2 separate regions of the Mus musculus genome follow, and region 2 is linked to region 1. The links are chromatin contacts, called in public HiChIP or PLAC-seq maps. All regions are on one chromosome and are shown on one strand. Each heading gives the region's core, a stretch centred on a gene start, on an enhancer-like site or on the middle of the called end of the contact. The rest is flanking DNA. Distances are from core to core; before and after follow the strand shown.

Region 1 (6,101 bases), core at 1,652-4,151:
AGCCAAAAAAGTGTTTCTCATTTGACTCGTGATAATTACCTTTTCTCAACAGCTGACAACGTTCTAAGTAGCATTAAATAGGTATAATAATTAAGCAAAAATACCCAACAGGCACTGCCTTGCTGAGGATGGAGGCTCCCTTCAAGAGTGCTGGGAAGCTGGGCAGGAAGGGCCACAAACACCAGCTGCGGACAGAAGGGGCATGCCCACCATGCTACTTGTGGGAGTCCATCAAGTAGGGGAAGGAGAGGTGGGGCTGCCTGGGGATGCAGGGTGTGGATCTGAGTGGAGGAGATACCACTGAGAGGAAGGAAGGTAAATGGGTCCTATGTGCAGGAGCCTCAGGCCTCCAGCGGGCTGCACCTCTCTGGTTGTTGCATCTCAGCTGGATGCAGGAGACAGTACAGTCTTGTGTTAAGAGCACAAACTTTGCAGTGCTCAGAGCTCCTGGGGTCATCTCCCCTTTTCTGAGCCTCAGCTTCCTCTGCTGTGGACGTGTGCGGACGGCGGGAACGCAGTAATGAGAGCACAGTGAAATGACCCTGAGCAGAAGCCGGTTGTGGCTTTCACTGTGGGCAAGCAGCCGTTCTTGAATTGCCCTGGCCTTTATTCCCTTGTTGAAACTAGTTTCTCTTTTCTCCTCTGTCCAGCAATGTGCCTCAGATTTAAATTAACACAAGCATATCTGAAATGTCAGCATTTTGGTTTTGTCATTTTTTTATTTTACATAACAAACACTTTAAATCTGTTAGTTATTTTAAGTTGTGTAAGGACATTTCTACTAGGTAGCAATACAATTTTCATTGTCACCACAGTACAAATTAAGAAATGTAACTGAATAAATCAAGAAAATCAAAAAGTCAGTTCATGAATGACGGGTCCCAGAGGCTAAAGTAGGATCTCTAGGTTGAGGCCAGCCTGGGCTGCACAATGAGACCCTATCAAGTAAAAAAGGCCACAAACTAAGGGGTCTTAGGCACAAAATGACAGCTGGGGTGTGATCTAAGGGAAACAACACCCTTCTCAATAGTCACAAATAATATAAAATATCTTGGTGTGACTCTAACTAAGGAAGTGAAAGATCTGTATGATAAATCTTCAAGTCCCTGAAGAAAGAAATTAAAGAAGATCTCAGAAGATGGAAAGATCTCCCATGCTCATGGATTGGCAGGATCAACATTGTAAAAATGGCTATCTTGCCAAAAGCAATCTACAGATTCACTGCATCCACACCAGTGCCTGGTGACCATTTGTGACAGAGACAGGTATCTTTGGCACTGCAGCTGCATTTTATTATCTTATTGGAAGAGAGAAGCAAACACATAGGCCAGCCTAGCAGTGTCCAAAGTCAATACTGGCCAGACGCTTTACCTTCTTGCTTTGGAAACAGCAGTAGCTATCCTATGTGAAACATACAAAGCCTGCCTGAGGCTGCAGGTATGGGCGTACAGGTATAATCTTTTTGGAATCAATTCTGAGGGACTCAGATCCAGGCATTAAGAGGAAAGCATGTACAACAGAGGAGGAAGTAGACTGGGGTGCCATGCCTTCGCAGCACCACCAGCATCATGATCAGCACATCTGTGTAAGACTCTGTCAGGAAAAGTCATCTGAAAGGCGTGCTGCCCGTCGATGAGAGGATGTGACGGACCAAGTACCAGACACAGAGTTCCCATATTGCATTTTAAATGGCCAGCACTGGGTGGTAGATCTTAGAAGAAAGGCTGGTGATTAGTACCAATGAAGGACGTGGACACCTGAGTGAATCACTTTTGGTTATGATACCTTTCATTGCTGAAGATGACAGTGAGTGTGTCAAGAGAGTAGACACGGGCTCATTCTGGTTATTTATAATATTTCTACCTAAAGTTACAAAGCAATCAATCAAGTAGTTGTTACAAAGTAAGATCTGTCCCAGAATCTGTCCCAGAAAGAGCTAAAGGCCGGTACTGTGCGTAGCACCTGTGTCTGTGGCACGGGTGACAAACACCTATGCTTCCTCAGCCGGCTCCTCTCTAAGTTCATCACTGTGTGTTTTGTGACAATCTGCTCCCAAAGAATTTTTAATTTGAATAAAACAGATTTGGTCGCTTCCCTCATCAGAGCAATGCACAGAGCCTTAAAAACTTGTAAAGACAAGACAGCCAGATGACAATGACCTCTATTAAAGACAGCATCTACATAAAGGTCTTCAGGACAAACTCCAGCTCATCCAGCCAACTCCCCCATTCAAAGTTAAATATACTCGGAATACAGAGTCAGAGGAAATCACAGTGAGCGTGGGGGGCGGGCGGGGGGGGGGGGGAAAGAAGGCTGCCTTTAGAGTAAAAAGAAAAAACAAAGTATAATCCCATTGCCAAAAAGGGAAAAGCAAATTAGCCACTTTCATGTCACTTAGTTATTATTTTTAAACTTGTATGGTGGCCCAGATGAGAGGACAACTTGTGGGAGCTGGTTCCAGGGATGGAAGGAAGTGACCTTTACTTCCAGAGTGACCTGCTCCAGCTGGGCTGGCCTCAGAAGTATCCCAAAGCATTCACACGAGGACTAAACCAGCTCTGTGAACTCAGGTTACCTGCTTGTCCCAAGCCAGACACAGAGCTACCATGAACCCCTACTGCCCATGGCAGGATTGAGACTCAACACAAGACCTGGTAACTCTCCTCAGACCTTATCTGTGACTGATGTCAACCCAGAGAGAAAGCCAAGGAGTTGGAGTTTCCACCATGTGGCACGCTCCTGGTTCATCCCGTGGATGAAGGGTAGGGAGATTGGAAAGCTAGGATGACATGAGCCAGGGAGGAATGTCTGCGCCGCAGCTCCCTCGGCCCCTTGGCACAGATCAGGGCCCCGCTAATCCTCATTCTCAAGATACATGGCTGAAGTGTAGAGACCTTTCTGACTCATGGACTTATTTCTAGTAAACGCTGGACAAATAGGGAAAGACTGGTTTATTGAGTAACATTATAAATGGACTTTGCACTTGAAATGTGGCCAAGGCAAAGCGTTCTAATAAACTAACTCACATTTATAAGCATTACAAGGGAGAATTATTATTGCAAATTAGGTTGCTAAGTGAAGAATGACCACTTAACTAATCCATTTTGTAAATGTGGATGTAATACATTGGGTTTGCTTACAGTGAGATCTATGACAGCAGCTCGGCCTCCTATCAGCTGCATTTGGAGTCAGACGTTTTGAATCAGGGTCATTCATCACATTTCAGAGCCTCTGGTCTCCCAGAGTGATGAGCAGGATCAAGAAGAGAAAAGCTAAGCTGCCAAGTGGTTACATGAACAATTCTTCAAGGCGAGGCAAACAGACCCTCACAGTTTCCCAGGAATTCTATCCCTTCATTAGACAACAGAAGGATCCTTTCTTCCAAAGCTATTGTAGGTCTCTTTAAAAAACGTGCCCTAAAATTTTCTCCTGTATTATGGAATTTTAACCCTGTGTATTAGATATAAATTTGAAATTAATGCTGATTTTGGTTATTAAAAGTATTATTTGACAGTAGACTGCCATTGTTTGAGACAGGGACTCTTTCAGCAGACTATGCTGACACTAAGGCAGTAAGTGTTTTCCAGCTCATCTCCCCAAGGAAACTAGCAAGCTGACAGTCCAGGTGACACTGAGACAGTGGGGTCTATAAGAAGTTTCCTATGGACACCCAGCTAGCAGTTAGCACATTTGTAATGTGCACTGAAATCTTGATTTGTTGAGTAACGTATGTGTTGTGAAGAGCCACATAGATCACTGTGCAAAATTCAGGGAGAGTGAAAGAATCCTGGTCTAGAGCTATCATTACCAAGCAGGGGACCCAGCAGGGTCCTAAGGAGGCAGTGCAGGTTTCTAGACAGTAGAGTTTCCTAGTAGTGTATCTCAGTTATTGAATAATTTAAATTCTCTGAGTCCCAACTTGGTTTTTTGGAGGAAAATATTCTTCTTATTACTAAATGAGATGACCTGTTGCTTTTAACTGCAGCCAAATCCACAGTGGCCATTCAAAACTAAGCTTTCTTCCTAAGCCGGATCTCTGCTGGTCACTGTGGAAAACACTTTAGATAATCAGCTTAGAGGGAGGGAAGGTTGGTTCTGGTCAAGGATTTCAGGGGTTCAGTCTGTGGTTGCTTCCCTCTGTGGCCATCAGCCTTGGTGTGGCAGTGGCAGATGGCAGGCGGTAGACAGAAAGGTCTTGTGAGAGTCTCCAGGTCTTGTGTTGAGTCTCAATCCTGCCCTCTCATCTCATGCTGCTTGGGAAGCAAAAGGTGGAGGAAGGAGCTTGAACCCCAATATCCTGGCCAAAGGCACACCCCAAATGTCCAATAAGGTTCCCAATGAGGCTCTGCCACCTCCCATTAGCACTGCAGACTCATGACCAAAAGCACAGGGTCCTTTTGAGGACACAGCCTTACCCGCAGGTATGACAGGACACCCTGTTGTGACCTGAAACAGCACTCCCCAACTTCAGAAGGACCAGGCAAGGATTAGGCCTGTCTGCCCGGCTGACTGGGCACAGACAGGAAGTTCTGAACTTAGTCCTATGGCATTAGTACTCAGGTGCTCTGCTTGGCTCCCGAGTCTCAGAGTCGCAGCCTCAAAACAAAGGCAACACTAATAACCCACCATGTACACTGTATGAGTTTCCGTTCTGTGTTTTAAAGGTCACTGAATATATAACAGCTAGATAGCTGAAGCAAAATACCATATTCATCAGTGAAATGGGGAACTCTGCAGCCTTCATCTGTTCTTATTTTAAATTTACCACAGTATGTAAATTAGAGGATTTAAAAAGCATCAGGCAAAATCTCAGCTAGGTGCGAATGAAAAGCACAATCAGAATCGAGTTTGTGCTGCTTCAAGTGTGAGCCTTTGCCAAATGGAAAGGGGCTTAGGTTTTACTACTAATCTGAGCGTGTGCAAAGCCAATAGAAAGATCCCAATTACTGTTAAATACCCAGAGCGGGGATTTGCCGCTAAACTGCCGCAGAGTATTGGTCTCAGGTTGGCTTTTGTGAACATCTTACTTTATGTCCTGAAATCATCACAGGAGAATACCACACACAAAGCTGAACTTTAAATACACAGTGCCAGTCACACCGCCCAAAGAAAACAAACCAAGTGCACTTTGGGTTAGAGACTAAAGCACCTGGTTTGAAAGCCCCCCCCCCTTTTTTTTTCCATGTAGCTGAATCTTTTTAGCCAGGAACAGCAGTTATTCTATCAACTTCACATTTCCAAACAGGATTGATAGCAGAACCAGATAGCCTGCTCTCTCGCAGGGTTTTCTTACACATCCTGAACATTCACACTATATAGAAATGTACAGAGGCGGGTTTGTGATTCACACCCTTGTGGATCTCAGTGGGCCAATATGTTACATTGAGACATCAGCCTACTATTTCAACAACACCCTGTCTGGTTTCCATGGAACAAGCTACCTTCAAAACAAAATGAGCCACATTACAGGATGCCAAGGGGAGAGCAAAACTCAAGTGCCGCCATCTCTTCTCACACAAGCTTCATTAGAGCCGAGTTCCCAGGCTGCACAGATCCTGCAGGCTTAGCAGAGGGCCTGGAGCCATCTGAGCACAGTCTATGTTTCTGAGTCTGAAGCACTTAGGTGACCACAGAGCGCCCTGTGGGGCAGAGACAGACACCCACTGAATCACCAAACCGAACCCTGATCTCATAAATTCTCCGACCCCCTGGCCTGAATTCTCAGTCTTAGAATTATTTTTATTATTTCCTGTTCCACCTAGCAACATAATGATATTTAATCAAGTTTGAAAAATTAAAGTACTAAGATAAATACTTTCTTGGCCTCACAGTGCCCATTTAAAATGTACTGTGCTAGGCTGTGGGCAATCGGTACCCAGAAAGACATGAACTCTGCAACTTGAGGCATTTAGATTCCAGAGTAAAACCAGTGCACACAGAGAGAGCACAGTGAGCAGGCTGACTCCATTCAACCTGAATGTCCTGAAGGCTGGGAAGGATCAGACTGCGAGTCCAGCCTGCACAATGGAGCGTCTAAAACAACAAACTGAGATGCACTTGCTTGCTTCCAGAAATGACTAAGTTCTACATTTTGCCTATGG
Region 2 (6,101 bases), core at 1,655-4,154, 680 kb before region 1:
TCACCCACAGAATTTCTGTTTGGGTCACTGGGAAACATCACTGCATGCACGATGTACATCAGGGATCTTTGCGACAGAGATGAACATAATTAAAATGAAAATGAGTATTTCTGATACATACACCAAGCTCCAGTGTCTGGCATCAGACTACGACCAGTGTGTCTCTGCTCCTTTCAATCTCATTTTAGATTTGATGCACAAATCTGAACATTGGGAACATGGCTCCCATTGGAATAGATTCCTCCTGTGCACAGTCAAGTGGAACTCAAGAGATTTACATTTGTGGCTCTTCAAGAAAGGCCATCTTATGTTCTTCCGGTGACTTTTGTTCTCCCCTTGGAGCAGAGGACTAAACCCAAGGCCTTGTGCTTCTAGGCCTCTATACCACTGAGACAAATCTTCAACCCTCTTCTGGTGATCTTAAAACTAAGTTCACAACCACAGAAACAAGTATAGTGCTCCTAGCCTGGACTCCTGGGCTGATGTTACCAATGGGATCCCAAGTCCTGAAGTGTGAGGTTGCTTGGGTTCCAACCCTCTCTTTGTTATTTATTATATGAAATATTGGGGGGGGGGAGTAACTAACTTAGGTGTTCTTGATGATGAAACAGGGTCAGTGAATTCTTGGGACTCCAGCAGGACCGTAAGTTTATTGTGGAGAGAGGAGTTGTCTTCCCTGCTACATATTCTGAATACTTGCCGTGACATTTTCCTGACCACTATAACACGTCACTCTGTGCTCAGAACCTGCAGGACCTCTCAGGGATCAATACTATATGGTATTGTCTTCTACCTGCCGCCTGGTAAGCAGGCACATTCTAGTCACATAGGAGAAATACAAGTTGACATTATTTTAGTCTTGAGAACTTCATGGCATCTTTCTCTAAAGCTGGCTGGAGAATCCCAGGGGTGTGGAGGAGCATAAAATCAGGAAATGGTGTAGAGTTCATAGTGTTCAAATTGAGAATGTTAGTAAGAGCAGACCGCTGTTCTTCACTAATTTTTTCAGGTCCATGGTGCCCACTGGAACTGGCCTTGCCCTGTGCACAGCCATGCTGGACTCGGGACACTTGTGTTCGGGATTCTTTAGGAAAGGCACCTTTGCATCCATCCTTTGGCATTCTTAGAGATAAGCCCATGCTCACACAGGTACACATTGGATTCCCAGCTTGGGCTTATCTTTCCTTTATTCCTTGGTCACAGTTCTTGAGATGCTTATCTATGGCTGGCAGGGAGGTTATATCCAAGGGGAGATTAAAATCCTGGTTTTGTGATTTCTGCCTCTGCCTATATGTACTTGCTTGGGCACCCTAGGAAGCAGTATCCACAGTGTCCATCCCCACCCCTGTCCACTTCAGTCTTGCCCTGGACAATTCCCTAACAACTTGAAAGCCAAAGAATCTGCCCTCTGGATCTGAGTCTCCAGATCTTTTCTAGAACCAGAACCCAAGCACCAGACTCATGAACACACTCACAGGATTGTCTGAGCTTCCATCTCAGGAGCTCTGAAGCTTTGTGAGTGATGTCAGCTTGAGTGCACCAGACTTCCTGGAGGACTGCAGAGATCTAGGCTCCAAATGCTTGTTCACATGTTTCTTCACTGACATTATTTCCAGAGAATGTTCTTGGCCTTTCTTCTTCACTGAGTTTTCCAAGTGGAACTTCTCTGTCCAGGCAATCTAACCTGCACACCACAGGCTGCATGTGGCCAGAGACAGCTTCTAATGGAGCTCAACACAGAACCATACTGCCTTAGTTAGGGTTTCACCGCTGTGAACAGACACCATGACCAAGGCAACTCTTATAAGGATAATGTTTCGTTGAGGATGGCTTACAGGTTTAGAGGTTCAGTCCATTATCATCAAGGCAGGAACATGACAGCATCCAGGCAGACATGGTGTTGGAAGTGTTGAGAGTTCTACATCTTGTTCCAAAGGCAGCCAGGAGAAGACTGGCTTGCAGGCAGTTAGGACAAGGGTCTTGAAGCCCACACCCACAGTGACACACCAACTCCAACAAGACTACACCTCCTAATATTGCCTTTCCCTGGGCCAAGCATATACAAACAATTGCATTTTTCTTTTTTTTTTAAAGATTTATTTATTATTATATGTAAGTACACTGTAGCTGTCTTCAGACACACCAGAAGAGGGAGTCAGATCTTGTTACGGATGGTTGATTTGAACTCTGGACCTTCGGAAGAGCAGTCGGGTGCTCTTACCCACTGAGCCATCTCACCAGCCCTGCATTTTTCATTTACTTAAAACATTGGGAATTTTTCCAGCAACAAATTGTATGGTTCTTGAGCAAAGACTTTTTGATAACAATGTCATGTTGAAATGTCAAGAGCTTTGACATGCCTACTGGGTATTTTACACACCTGCCTCATCTATCTGTTTAATAAGGTGAATCTATAATACCAATGCTCTCCAAAGCTATTTTTCATTCTCTGCCTAGACCTGGGCAACCTCTCATTTGACCTAGCCTGAATCCATTTAGGCATGGGGGCTCAGGTTCCTATAGGGATTGCCTGATTGCCTGTATCTGTCCTGTCTCTTCCATGGTGGTAAGTTCCAATGGTGAGCTTTGTTAAAGGGCAGGGAGCAATCTGAAACTTGTGTCTCATGGTGTCTCCTGGAAGCTGTCATTTACTGGATGACCTTGGCAAGTCCATTATCCTCTCTTCATCTGTACCTAGGGGAGACTGGTCCTCAGCTTATAGAGCAAGCAAACCAACAGCCTGGTCCAGCATTTGATGCATACATAGTCCCTTCTTCACTCTCTGTGTTCCCTAGATGTTTACTAAAAAAAAAAAAAAATCCCCAAATAGTGCATTGATATACAGATCATGGAATGGTTTCCTTCTGTTTCGAAGTGTTCTCAGCCATGGCAATGTTTGTCTTCATTGATTTTGGCAACGTAACTGTTGATGTGAAAGACGACAGGAATGTGGACTCCATCTCCCCCTGGTATTAGAGCTTTAAGCAGGACCAGAGGAATTCAGCCTATATGAATGCTGGCTTTTAACTCTGTGGAGAGTTCCATAACTTGATGGGAGAAAAGGGAGGTTCCACTGTTGTTTCAGCTTTTATTTCTCTGGTTGCCAGTGATGGGGAAAGCAGTAGGAGTATTTGCACTGAAACTCGTGAACATCACTGAACGCCTGCGTGACACCAGGCATGGTGCTCAGCACGGCAAACTTGACCAATTCCCGCGGCTTCTAAGGCTAGGAAATCTCACAGATGAAGGCAGGTCAACTGTCTGAGAATGAGGGTAGCTCTCAGGAGAATCTGGAAAGTGCTCCTGTGACTCTCTGCCCAGCCCAAGCTGTTCTTTGTCCTGGTCAGCGACCATAGCACCTCACCTCTTGCCCCCCACACCTCCTCCCCAAGCCTTACCTATGGCCAAACTCCTGAGCTCAGCATATCTAATGTACTGGAGACCTTTGGAGCGTGTCTTTCTTGTCCAGAGTCACTTTGAAGCATCTATCATTGTAGAAAAGGAGTGCTCACTCATTGCCCTTGGACAGACTCCCAGGCTGAACGATCAACCATGACAGCAAGTGTGTATGTCCTCGGAGGGGAATGACCTTTCTTCAGCAGAGCTGGCCTGGCTCCGAGCTTCTCTAAAACAGCCCGGAGAACTCACTGAGCTTGGAGAACCTTCATCACGGGCTTTTGTGGAGTGATTGACACAGGCTTGGCCATATGTGTCTGCTCTTTGTAGGGAGTCTTGTCTACCTAAAGTGACTGTATTTTATACCCCACACCACACTTTCCTGTGAGCCAGTCCTACAGAAACCAACAGCAATAAGAAGTATTAGTCAATAACTGAAAATGGTCTTTGGACACTGCAGAGCAGACATAATTTCAAGAGATAAAGCACAGCTGTCTAGCCCAGGATCTTCTCCTGGAGCCAGATCTTAGTTCTACCTTTGCCTAGCTAAGAAGCCTAAGTGTTTGTTCCTAATATAAGGGAGTAGAGATTAATGGAATAATTTGCATCTCAATAAGTTAATGCAAAGTAGGAGATACTGCCTTTCACCTACTTTATAAACATCAACATTAGATATAGATAGATAACAGATAGACAGACAGATGGTAAGTAGGCAGGTAGATAGATGATAGATTGATTACTAGAGACAGATGATAGAGGTGTATGTGATAAATACAAATGGTGATAAATATGATAGAGATGGATGATAAAGATATGGTTTTAGATTGATGATATAGAAAAAAGAAACAGATATAGTGGCTATAGATGATAGCACATTGATTGAAAAATAGATGATAGACAGATGTAGATGACAGAGATAATAGATCAATTGATATAGATGATAGAGCCAGGTGAGAGCCAAATACAAATGATAGTGGCATAAGATAGATATATAAATAGATGGGTAGATAGAGCTGAGCTCCAATTGTACCTCCATGAAGGAGTCAGGAATCTTAGGAGATGGCTCAGGCTCACAGGATGGCCTCAGGATAGCACATGCCTGATCCTGTTCTCCAGGGCCTCACTTTATGGCAAATCTGTCAATCAAAACCTACAGGTGTCTGGGGCTGGAGTGATGGTTCTAGAACAATATTGATTGTCGCTCAAGCTTTGGGGTCTGATGACTTTTGGCCTCCAAGGGGCACCCACAATCATGTGGCACACACACACACACACACACACACACACACACACACACACACACAAGTTAAAACCTAAGAATTAGGAGAAATACTAAAAATGAAGGAATAACCGACACCTAGCATCACTGTATGTGAAGGAGGGCAATCAGTACCCTGTAGAGAAGAAAAGTGCCATAACCACTCTTTTATGAGAAGCCATGTGAACTCGGATCACCAATCAGACAAAGCCATTTAATGGAATATTAACTCCCTGGTAGAAACTCTCACTGTGTTACTAACTAGCTGAGCCATCTTCAGCACACTGCACTGCTCTGAGTCTCAGTTTCTATCGCTTGGGTTAGTGATAGCTACACCTTCATCTGCACAGGGCTGTGGAGAGGACCAAGCAAGATGATACCCATGCTTAGGATGCAAGTGCACCCAGGGGAAGCACCTCAGCCGCGATGACTCTGTCTTTGGCTGTGGGCGTCAGGTGATGCAGACTCTGACCTATGTGGGGAGTGCTAGCAAAGGGCGGTTGTGACTGGTTGGAGATTATGTAGTACTTTGCTGCAGGATGCCAAGGAGCTACCAGGCTGGGCTTTTCTTGGAGTTATTTTGTTGTAAAAATGTTCAACATGAAAAGCCAGAGAAAATGTGTAATAGACGTGTGTCAATCAGTTACATGGACATATCAGTTGTTAACATTTTACAGTATTTGATTTATTGTAGAGGGTCTGTTTGTTCATATACTTCAAAGTAAGGTTCAAATGCTATGTTTCAGTCCTGAGTGTATCTTGGAAACATGGGCACATTTTCTGTCAGACCCACAATGCCCTCCATCCCACCTAACCAATCAACAACTCCATGGTCAGGTACCCGGACCTTTGGGAGTTCTTTTAGACTTTAATGATTTTATTTTATGTCTATGAGAACTTTGTCTATACATATGTGTATGTGCACCGTGCATGTGCCTTGTGCTTTCAGAGGTCAGAATAAGACATCAGATACCCCAAACTGGAGCTATGAATGGTTGTGAGCTACCATGTGGGTGCTGGGAACCAAATTCAGGTCCTCTGCAAAGACGACAAGTGCTCTGAACCACTGAACACTCTCTTTAGCCCCGTCGTGGGATATTTTGAATTGCCCCTTTCTTTCAAGATATCTTATGCTGGAGAACAGGCCACTCTTTAGACAACATGTGAGTTACCACCTGCAGGGAAGTTGTCGCAGATGATAGGACAGAGAGGAGACTGTATTGGGCCAACATCCTTGATATACATTTGCTCTCCGTACACGTTGGGAGCAGCAGAGCCTGGCCTGAGGTCCTTAGCATGGATGAGCCTCATTGCAATTTACTTCTTTCAAAAGGAGGAAAACATGTTTTTGAAGACTGCTTGACAGACAAGGAGGATATTAATAAATGACATGCAAATTTCTTAATTTCGCTCTGGCTGGCTATGTGATTGCTACTTCTGCAGTGAA

Evidence for each region. HiChIP or PLAC-seq counts read pairs in DNA pulled down with a chosen protein or histone mark.
Region 2: a contact with region 1 is called in an H3K27ac HiChIP or PLAC-seq map of hepatocytes, with 5 times the contacts expected there. The contact joins two enhancer-like sites. A contact is called at or near these places in 1 of 484 Hi-C or Micro-C datasets (bone marrow-derived macrophages), 10 of 115 datasets of contacts at active chromatin or transcription factors (differentiating embryonic stem cells, embryonic forebrain, embryonic hindbrain and 7 more) and 1 of 9 other capture datasets (embryonic stem cells).

What each region holds. Positions count from the first base shown.
Region 1 is chr1:176,979,686-176,985,786 of GRCm38.p6, reverse strand. The region is part of intron 16 of Sdccag8 (serologically defined colon cancer antigen 8); the gene reads right to left. Among named protein-coding and RNA genes, the nearest start is that of Gm15423, 42 kb to the right of the region's middle. Within about 2 kb of position 2,901, at least 27 of the 459 cell types and tissues checked have an H3K27ac peak or open chromatin away from gene starts, as enhancers often do. A contact at or near this core is called in hepatocytes, where this site is marked.
Region 2 is chr1:177,660,769-177,666,869 of GRCm38.p6, reverse strand. No RefSeq gene overlaps it. Among named protein-coding and RNA genes, the nearest start is that of 2310043L19Rik, 21 kb to the right of the region's middle. Within about 2 kb of position 2,904, at least 6 of the 459 cell types and tissues checked have an H3K27ac peak or open chromatin away from gene starts, as enhancers often do. A contact at or near this core is called in hepatocytes, where this site is marked.